2 separate regions of the Ovis aries genome follow, and region 2 is linked to region 1. A link is a contact called in public Hi-C data. All regions are on one chromosome and are shown on one strand. The core of a region is the stretch at or near the end of the contact, and the rest is flanking DNA. Distances in the headings are between cores, read along the strand shown.

The links. A called contact is a pair of places that touch in the nucleus more often than the background predicts.
Region 2: a Hi-C map of tail adipose tissue shows a contact between it and region 1, with 4 times the contacts expected there. The contact joins two enhancer-like sites. A contact is called at or near these places in 3 of 16 Hi-C or Micro-C datasets (hypothalamus, omental adipose tissue and tail adipose tissue).

Annotation. Positions count from the first base shown.
Region 1 is chr16:23,648,792-23,653,778 of ARS-UI_Ramb_v3.0, reverse strand. All of the region lies in intron 2 of SLC38A9 (solute carrier family 38 member 9), which reads right to left. Among named protein-coding and RNA genes, the nearest start is that of SLC38A9, 17 kb to the right of the region's middle. Within about 2 kb of position 3,193, at least 3 of the 54 cell types and tissues checked have an H3K27ac peak or open chromatin away from gene starts, as enhancers often do. A contact at or near this core is called in tail adipose tissue, where this site is marked.
Region 2 is chr16:23,835,309-23,839,805 of ARS-UI_Ramb_v3.0, reverse strand. PLPP1 (phospholipid phosphatase 1) reads right to left here. Exons shown (of 6, transcript XM_060400430.1): 1 at 1-4,497. Among named protein-coding and RNA genes, the nearest start is that of PLPP1, 22 kb to the right of the region's middle. Within about 2 kb of position 2,090, at least 14 of the 54 cell types and tissues checked have an H3K27ac peak or open chromatin away from gene starts, as enhancers often do. A contact at or near this core is called in tail adipose tissue, where this site is marked.

The sequences.
Region 1 (4,987 bases), core at 1,944-4,443:
GACACAGATGTGTATAACGGACTTTTGGACTCAGAGGGAGAGGGAGAGGGTGGGATGATTTGGGAGAATGACATTCTAACATGTATACTATCATGTGAATTGAATCGCCAGTCTATGTCTGACACAGGATGCAGCATGCTTGGGGCTGGTGCATGGGGATGACCCAGAAAGATGTTATGGGGAGGGAGGTGGGAGGGGGGTTCATGTTTGGGAATGCATGTAAGAATTAAAGATTTTAAAATTTAAAAAAAAAAAATAAAATAAAAAAATAAAATAAAAGACAAAAAAAAAAAAGAAAAAAAAGAAAATCTTAAGATAGTTCAAGTAATCTGTTATACTAGTCACTGTCTCTAAGAAGTACAATACAATTACATTTAAAACCAATAACTAAAACAACGTGTTTTTTTTAAATTTTAATATCTTTAATTCTTACATGCGTTAAACAACGTGTTTTTAATTCTTATTTGAGAACTTAAAGTTTTATTTTCAAATAACTCATGGTTAAAGGGGAAATGACACTTATTTAGAATTGAAAAATGGAAATGCTACTAATCAAATCTTTCAAAATGCAGTTATAGTAGTATTTAGAGGGAAATTGGTAGCCTTAAATGCATTTCCTAAAAATCAAGTTAAAATAAATAAATTGTACTCAACAAAAAAAAAAAAAAGAATTTGTAAAAAAAAAAAAAAAAAAACACTGAAAAAAAAGCCGAATTCAATTACATAAATCACCTTAACTTAAAAAATTAAATAACATAAAGCATAATGTAATGGGAAATTACAATGAAATCAAAATAAGAAAATTAAAAATCTTCCTGGCTGTTCATCACACTAAAAGAGCTGGAAAATAAAAGGCCAGTTGCAAATATAACAATTTCACTAATAAATAAGTTGTATTTATAAAGCATTATAAAAAAAAAAAAATAAAATATATAAACATATGCAAATGGCTACTTATATAGCCAAGACAAACTTGAAAAAAGAGCAAAGTTCAAGAATTCATGCTACTAGTCATGTTCATCTTAGAGCAAAAGTTTTGAACTACAAGAAATATTTTTTTTTCTGTTGTTGTTGTTGTTTTTTTTTTTGTAGTAAAAACCTTACGCCTGAAAACCTCTTTCTGAGACTTGAGATCCACTGGTGAGTTTAAAGAGAGTCATAGAAATCAGTGAATGACAGTTTCATGATTCAATTAATATTACACTTTGACCAGTGAAAGGGGAGAATGAAGACCATGTGGAGGAAGGAGAGAATGACTTCAGGGGAAGGAATGACAGAAAGTAACAGATGTAGCAGCCAAAGAGTAATAAGAAAATGTCTTTATCTTTTTGAGGAAGCCAGGTTGCAGGGTAGAAATCAGTGGGAATTTTTTAGTAATTTGAAATGGATGGTTTTTCTCAATAAAACAATTATAATTTCTTAAAAAAAAAAAAAAAAGTTCCAATGAAACTTGAAATAAGATACCATTCTAACAAAGTCCATAGTTAGACTTAAAGCATCTCTAAACCCAAGGCCAAGATTGCCCTCTTTAAGCATTTAGCAAAAAGAGTTCCACTGGAGAAAAATAATGGTGGAAAGTAGGGAGAAGAGAGGGGAGAGAAGAAGACAAAAGAGGGAGAGAAAAGAAGAGAGGCAAGAAGAAAGGAGAAAGGAGGAAGGAGAGGGAAGGGAACAAAAGATAAAACATACAACCAGAAAACTGGTCCTCAGCTCCAGGGCACTGATACATGGTCAAGGGCCCTGGTCCTGCCTATTTAACATAGATGGCAAGGTCCTCAAAATCCAATTACACAGCTCTGGAAACCAACACTCCTGGAAACACTACTTTACTAGATCTGTATAAATCCCCAACTATGAAACAACTGAGCCTCAATAATCAAATAATCACTTCCAATCACTGTTGTTGGCCTAGGACACGTTAATAGGTAAACTCTTCACTTTGTTATGTGCTTGCTCGCTCTCACTCACTTGCTCTCTCTCTCTGGGACCACAGATAACAAAGAGTCAATTCAGGTTGCTATTTAGTGACAGTATTAATGACAGATGAAAGCGAGAGAGGCCAGTTTGCACATGGGCAGACAAATAAACACTTTAAAAAAATAAGGGCCATAAGCATGCTTGGTATCTTTGAAGGGCACCCAGAATACTGCCTATTTTAAGTATCTACTGCTACCTCACTGGCTTACCAGAGTACCTAAAATGTTATTAGAAAAATCTAATCCTTAGGTTGCTGCTGCTGCTGCTGCTAAGTCGCTTCAGTCGTGTCCGACGCTGTGAGACCCTAGAGACAGTAGCCCACCAGGCTCTCCCGTCTCTGGGATTCTCCAGGCAAGAACACTGGAGTGGGTTGCCATTTACTTCTCCAATGCATGAAAGTGATTAGGTTAGGCTTTTATATTTCTAGAATTCTCCTTATTAAAATGCAAATAGTCATGAAAAAGTAATAGACTGGGTCTTTGACGCATCATATTGCTTGCCATCATAACATTAAACAGACAACAGAGCTGGCACCAATAGGATAGAAAAGCATTAATCAATAAGGGGAGGGAAAAAGGTATAATTTACAAAGTATTGTCTAGAGGGAATTTTTGAGTGAATTCCCTGAGAAAAACTGGGCACACAGAGATGAGTAAGAAAGCCCTAGGTCCTGGGAGAAATGGAAAAGGAAACAAGAGTTTGAGAAAACTGAAAAAGGGAAGTTCAAATCCCAATTTGGTTTCAGGCTGGCTGGGAGGGTCAACTCCCAAAGGTTATAATCCCAGAGCAGCTGCAGAGCATGAAGCAATCCTGAATACCAGCTCTAATATCTGGTTACCAGAAAGTCTGGGAAAAGCAGCAAAACAAACTCTTAAGGCCAGTGACTGCCAATGGCATATATCAAATACAGTATAAGAGATTTCTAAACCTCTCTGTCCCCCTATCCACATTCTTCACCCCAAACCAGAAGAAAAACTAATAAGGGAGGTGAGGGGAGGCATGCAGAGAGAAATGTAGATTTGTGTAATTTGCAAAAATTCTCCAAATGATCCAAATGCTTGTGACATGTATGGTTCCTCTACAGCGACAAGCTCCTTCATCTACCTAAGTCTAATCAGATCCCCAGTCCACCAAAATGATAAGCAGGTCCAACACATTTTCAGTCCCAAACATTTCTTAAAATTTTTCTGTTTTGAACTGGAACATGATTTTGAGTGCCACCTAGTGGAAGAGACAGAGTCAACCACAAATTAAACTAAGAATAAGCAATCTTAAAGTATCAAATGTTATTTTTTATATTCTAACAGCTGAAGACAGTTTCCCAAAATGCCGCTATATGAAAGATGATTTTAGGTAGCACAAGGATAAATGCTATTTTAACTCCTTTGTATTTACTGCAATGTGTACTTTGGCCACCTCATGCGGAGAGTTGACTCACTGGAAAAGACTGATGCTGGGAGGGATTGGGGGCAGGAGGAGAAGGGGACGACAGAGGACGAGATGGCTGGGTGGCATCACTGACTTGATGGACGTGAGTCTGAGTGAACTCCGGGAGCTGGTGATGGACAGGGAGGCCTGGCGTGCTGTGATTCATGGGGTCGCAAAGAGTTGGACACAACTGAGCGACTGAACTGAACTGAACTGATACTAGAAAAAAGTATAAATGATACTTCATCATTTCACAAACATGTGAAGATAAGGCTAAATTAACACTAATTTTTTCAAAGTTAATAAATTAAAAAATACAGTATATCTGAGATTTATGTATATAAAATGAAATAACCCACATTTTAGTAGAAATAACAATATTTTAAGATATTCCTGTTTTTTTCCCTCATCAAATAAGTTCCTGAAATTATTCCACAAGAAAATTAGCATTCAATACTGCTAAACTCCTATAAAAATTTGCCTTCCTTAAAACATGCTTACCTAGACAGTTATCCTATGATTGAAAATAGTTGATTCCCTCTTATTTTGACAAATTTCATTATAGAAAACATACTTCCACTTAATCTAAATGGTTAAATACTCAGAGAACTGTTTGAACTCCTGCCAACCTATTGCAGTAGAATGCACTTTAATGACCTATGTTCTATCGTCACAGTGGTCAATTATTTATCATAGAATTCAGAGGTTTCAAGAGAGTTCTGAGCATTTAATCAGCATTCATTAGTCCTTCTATTCACTGATACTGAAACATACAAGTGAAAATTATAAGATTCATTTCATTGTCTTCTCTGATGGCCACTACATGTCTCATGTGATAAATTTCATACTGCTCAAGCTGCTAAAAAAGTCTAAAAAATTAAGTATCTGGAAAATGGAAACAGGATTATCAAGAATAGTTTAAACCAATCCTCTTTCATCTCCTGGATTGGAAACTGCTTAGAGCCTTAACAAAATCAGCATTTTTTGCCATCATCACGTTAAACAGACAATAGAGCTGTGCCCGAATAGGATAGATAAGTGATAGTGAATAAGGGGAGGAAGAAAAAGTATAATTTACAAAGCATTGTCTAGAGGGGATTTTTGAGTGAATTCCCTGAGAAAAACTGGCACAAAGAGATGAGTAAGAAAGCCCTAGATCCTGGGAGAAATAGAAGAGGAAACAGAGTTTGAGAAAACTGGAAAACAGAAGTTCAAGGAATAGATGGGGTTGTTGAATAGTCGGGTATTTACCTAACAGTAACTGCCACATGTCCCACTTAAGGCACTCAGTTTCTTTCTGAGGAGACAACACTCTTACAGTTTCCTATTTACTCCCCTGGACTCATTTATACATATTTGCATTATATATAACTTATTAATGTCTTTACCCAAATGGCAGTATACTATATACACTGACTGCTCTGCACTTCACTTTTTTCATTTAACAAAATAAGTTGAAGACTTGTTCCATTTTGATATATAATAAAGTCACTTCCTTCTTTTTAATGGGTGAAAAATATTCCATTGTATCAAGGCACCATAATTTATCCAGTCCTATAAGAAAAGACATTTTTGTTGTTTT
Region 2 (4,497 bases), core at 841-3,340, 190 kb before region 1:
AGAAAGAGAGTAACTGGGTAAAAAACTTTTAAATGCCTTGTGATATAAAAGGAAGGAAAGAGGAGAACTTGGTCTACACCTTGAAGGGTAAATAGAGCAAAAGAAGGGTGATGATTTTCTCGGTCTTGTCTATGATGCAAAAGATGTGATAGTGAGCTGATGCAGTGAAATGCAGGTAGTGGGAGAGGAGAACTTGAGAATGAGGATGAATGGCTGGAGCTGAATCCACAGGAGATGAAAGGAAATGTAAACACACTGAGACAATCAACTCATCAAAAGCAGCGTTATACTTTTGGCTGATTCATGACGTTGTATGGCAGAAACCAGCACAATATTGTAAAGAAATTATCTTCCAATTAAAAATAAATTTTAAAAAAAAGAGCAGGGTTGGTTACTGTTAGGGTTGTTTTTTTTTTAAATTGTTTCCTATTTGATTTGTATTGCTCTGCAATGTAATCAGGCTCTGGTTACTCTTGAGATGCCACGTTCGGTTATTAGCATTGGCTTCACTCTTTCCCCTCCCCACACTCCCCTTGGCCCTTTGGCCTTGATGAAAACATGTGACAAAGGAAGAAAAGGAGCTGAAACAGTGTGAGCACCTCTGTGGATGTGATACCATGCCAAACACTTAACAATAATTTTCATTTAATCCTTACAATACTAGAACACAAGCTCCAAGAAGGCACAAATTTCTTTTGTTCTCTGATATACCCCAAGCACCTAACACAGTTCTTAGTACAAGACTGGCCCTCAACAAATATTTAGTGAATGAACAAAGAGTCACCATGTTATTACTATCCCCATTTTAAAGATGAGAGGATGACTCAAAGGGGATAAGTAACATAATTAAAGTCATACACATAATAAGGGTGAAATTAAAAATATTTAACAACTAGTACACACCAGCACGGTCATTCGGAACTGATGCCAGCTGGTGCTAGAGGAGCTGGCTTCTGCTTCAACCTTTTAGTTGTGGGATCTTGGGTAGGTCCATGGGAGGGCTGCGGGTGAGGGAAGGTAAGACTCAGATATATACTGTCTACCAGTTTTGATAGTAAGTGATGCATCCAGGACTCAAACACACACTTATCTGACTAAAGCCTTCTAAATGAAGTAGGAAATGGTATCATTTGCAAAAAAATGAGGAGAGTAGGAGATAACTGGAGTTTAATAGAGTAGAAAAACATTCACAACAACTGCAATGGGAAACAAATGAATTAAAAATTGATTACTGAGCTCAATCTGTTGCCAGACAATTAGAGGAGAAAAAAAAAAAGATAGTCCAACCGTGGTAGGGTAAAGTGCAAGGAGGAATAAAAGAAATATGAATGGGCAGAGCAAAACTACAGGACGAAGATTTTCAATTCCAGGTAATTAATTTGGATATGCTTCAGTAAGACATGAAAAATCAACACTGGCTTTGGGCAAGAAAGGACTTGATGGAAGTTGTACCTCAAGATGAGTTTGTGCAAGGTAGAGAGGGAGAAGGGGAAGAGTGGAGAGCCACATGGGAGGGGTCCGTGGTCGAGAGCACTATATATTTGGGTGTGATTCACAGAGATGGCACTCAAAGTATCCAGGGGCAAGAGTTCAAAGAACAGTGCACCCTCAGCTTTTAGGAACACCTACATTCTGGTCACTGGCTTGTAGTCACTACCTCTCTGTGGCTGACATGGTTTTACTATAAAAAGTACTTAGTTATCGTTTTGGTTTTCTGTTTAAGTTAAAACAAAAGGGAGAAAGTACAGTTTAGATATAAGTGACATTTACCAAAGAAAGTTTTACTCTTTGTGGTTTTCTGTCAATAATTACCTATAATATCCTCAACCTTAGAGTCTCTTAGTTCATTAAGACACTTAAAATAAATTTGTGTATGTATTTAAACAGCTTTTAAAAAAATCCAAGACAACTATATGGGCAGGTTATTTTAATATAGACCCTGAGATTTCTGCACAAAAAACAAGTAAGCCTATTTATTTATACACTAACAAAAATAAAAAGCAGAAGTTGGTCACCTGTTGTTACTGCCCCAGAAAGGCACACACTGCCAACTGGCCAGGAACAACATTCATTCCTTCCACTCTCTCCTAGTAACAGCTGTTCTCTTTTTTTCTTCAAGCTGGCAAAGGTCACATTCAGTAGCAAACTTTCCACACCGATTTCTACATACAAAAAGCAAGAAGGCTGACGTAACAGGGTGTGGGGAGAGACAGCTGATTTTGTTCTATTTTAATTTCTCCTGGGCATTTACCAAGAATATTATTTTGGGCTTCTTTGATATTTGGAGCTACAACTATTAATCATTTCTCAGCAAAAAAAAAAAAAAAAAAAAAGGCATTCTGTTTATATGAAACTGGACTTAAAGATGATATAAGCAAATTTTGAAGCAGGCAAAAAACTATAGCAAAATTGTACAGTAACATTTACATCATTAATGGCTGCCTAATTAAAATGCATTATGCTAAGTGAAGAGGCCAAATTCAAAAGACTACATACTGTATGACTCCATTTACTACATGACATTATATGACATGCCATTTATATGACCTTATAGGATGGAGAACAGACTAGTGCTTGTCAGAGGTGGAGAATGGTGGGAGGAGCTGACTAAAGAAGAGAAATATGAGGGAATTTAGGGTGGCAACAGACTAGTTCTGTATCTTGGTTGTGTGGTGGTTACATAACCCTAAATTTTAAATTGTCGACAATTCACAGAACTGTATCCCCAAAGAGTGAATTTTACTATATACATTTTTTAAAATGTTAGCTTATGCCTCACATCACCTCTCTCTACTCCTTATTTCAAATCTCTTCGACAAGCTTCAAACAATAACCCCACCCCCTCCACCCAGCGAACACCTACTTGCCATTCCAGCTTCTTTCTATTCAGTTCCTCCTGGAATCTTTCCTTTGGTGTGGCAGGGTGGGGTCCTAAAGAGAGCTGAGGCTTTGTAGTCAGATACACCTAGTTGGGCTTACTTTTGGCATTCTCCCAGTTACTACTTGAGTGAGCATGAGCAAATTATCTATCTAACTAGCTCAGTTTCCTCATGCAGTGAATGCAAATAAATAGAATTTATGTACCTCCCTGTTGTAAACAAATTAAATGCTATTCCCTGATCTTTCTCCTCTGCCTACTGCCTTCAGAATCACTTTGAGTTTCCACAGACCTGCCTGATACGTACATAAAATTGTCACAACACTTAACTCATGTACTGAAATTATTTATCTCTGGCAAATAAAATGGCTCGGTGTCTCTCTCTGATTCCTAAATTCACAGAGGCCAGCATGTTCACTGACAGATAGTTAAACTGTTTGAAGAATACTGTGTCGACCTGATCTGGTCTTACTGTTAAAGAAGGAAATACTGGAAGAAAGAGAATCAGGAAGAAAAGGCTAGAACACTCTGAGACAGTCTGGGGTGGATGACTCAAGCAGGTTTCCCAAAATATCTACTAAGGTGTTGCATACTGAACTACAGCACAAAAACTGCAGATAATCTAAATTTTTAAAAACAGAGGCAAAGAGGATTATGCCAAAAACAATGAAATACCACATAACCATTAAAGGTAACTTCGTAGAAGACTATGTCAAAAAGAGTACCCCAAGTAACAACTCAACTTTTTGTTTAGAGCACTGGTTTTAAAAAAAGGGTTAAGTTCATAGATATAAAAAGATACACAACCAAAATGTTAAAAGGTGTCATCTCTCGGTGGTAGTGAGATTAGTAATGATATTTATTTTCTTTTCTGGGCATTTCAGAATTTACCAATTTATTACATGTTAATTCTAGAAAAATTGGAAACCACAGAATAATTATTTTAAAAGAAAAAACTAATCTAGATTTCACTAATGATGCTATTCCATGACCAAGACTCAGATGTCCAAAAATGGGGGTAAAATACATTATGCTGAATCCATATAATGAAACACTATGTATTTCCAAAGTAAAATAGATTATAAACTATATATCTTTGGGAAAGAAACAAGATATGAGAAGTTCCTCTATTGAGAAAGGATTTTAACTTGGAAGATCTATGAACAGATATACAGGAATATTTCATCAAATATTAACTACTGTATCTTTCTTTGAAAGTTTATTAAGAGACAACAAATTTCAGAAGACAATATAACATAGTGAATTAAGGAGAAAGTTCCTCCTAGAAACACAGTTTCTAAAGAATTTATTTAGTCTTTAGCTTAAAAAAATGATGCGTGCCTGCTTAGTCGTTCAGTTGTGATGCCATAGACTACAGCCCGTCAGGCTCCTCTCTCCATGAGATTTTCCTGGTAAGAATACTGGAGTGGGTTGTCATTTCCTTCTCCAGGGGATCTTCCCCATGGGATCACAAACTCCTCCCTCGCCAACCCCATATCCTGCACTGCCAGATGATTCTCTACCATTGAGCCACCTGGGAAACCCCAAAAAAAATTATAAACCGTAGCGATTTATCCAGGTATTATTTAAGCTTGTAAAACAAAGCATCCCATGTTCAG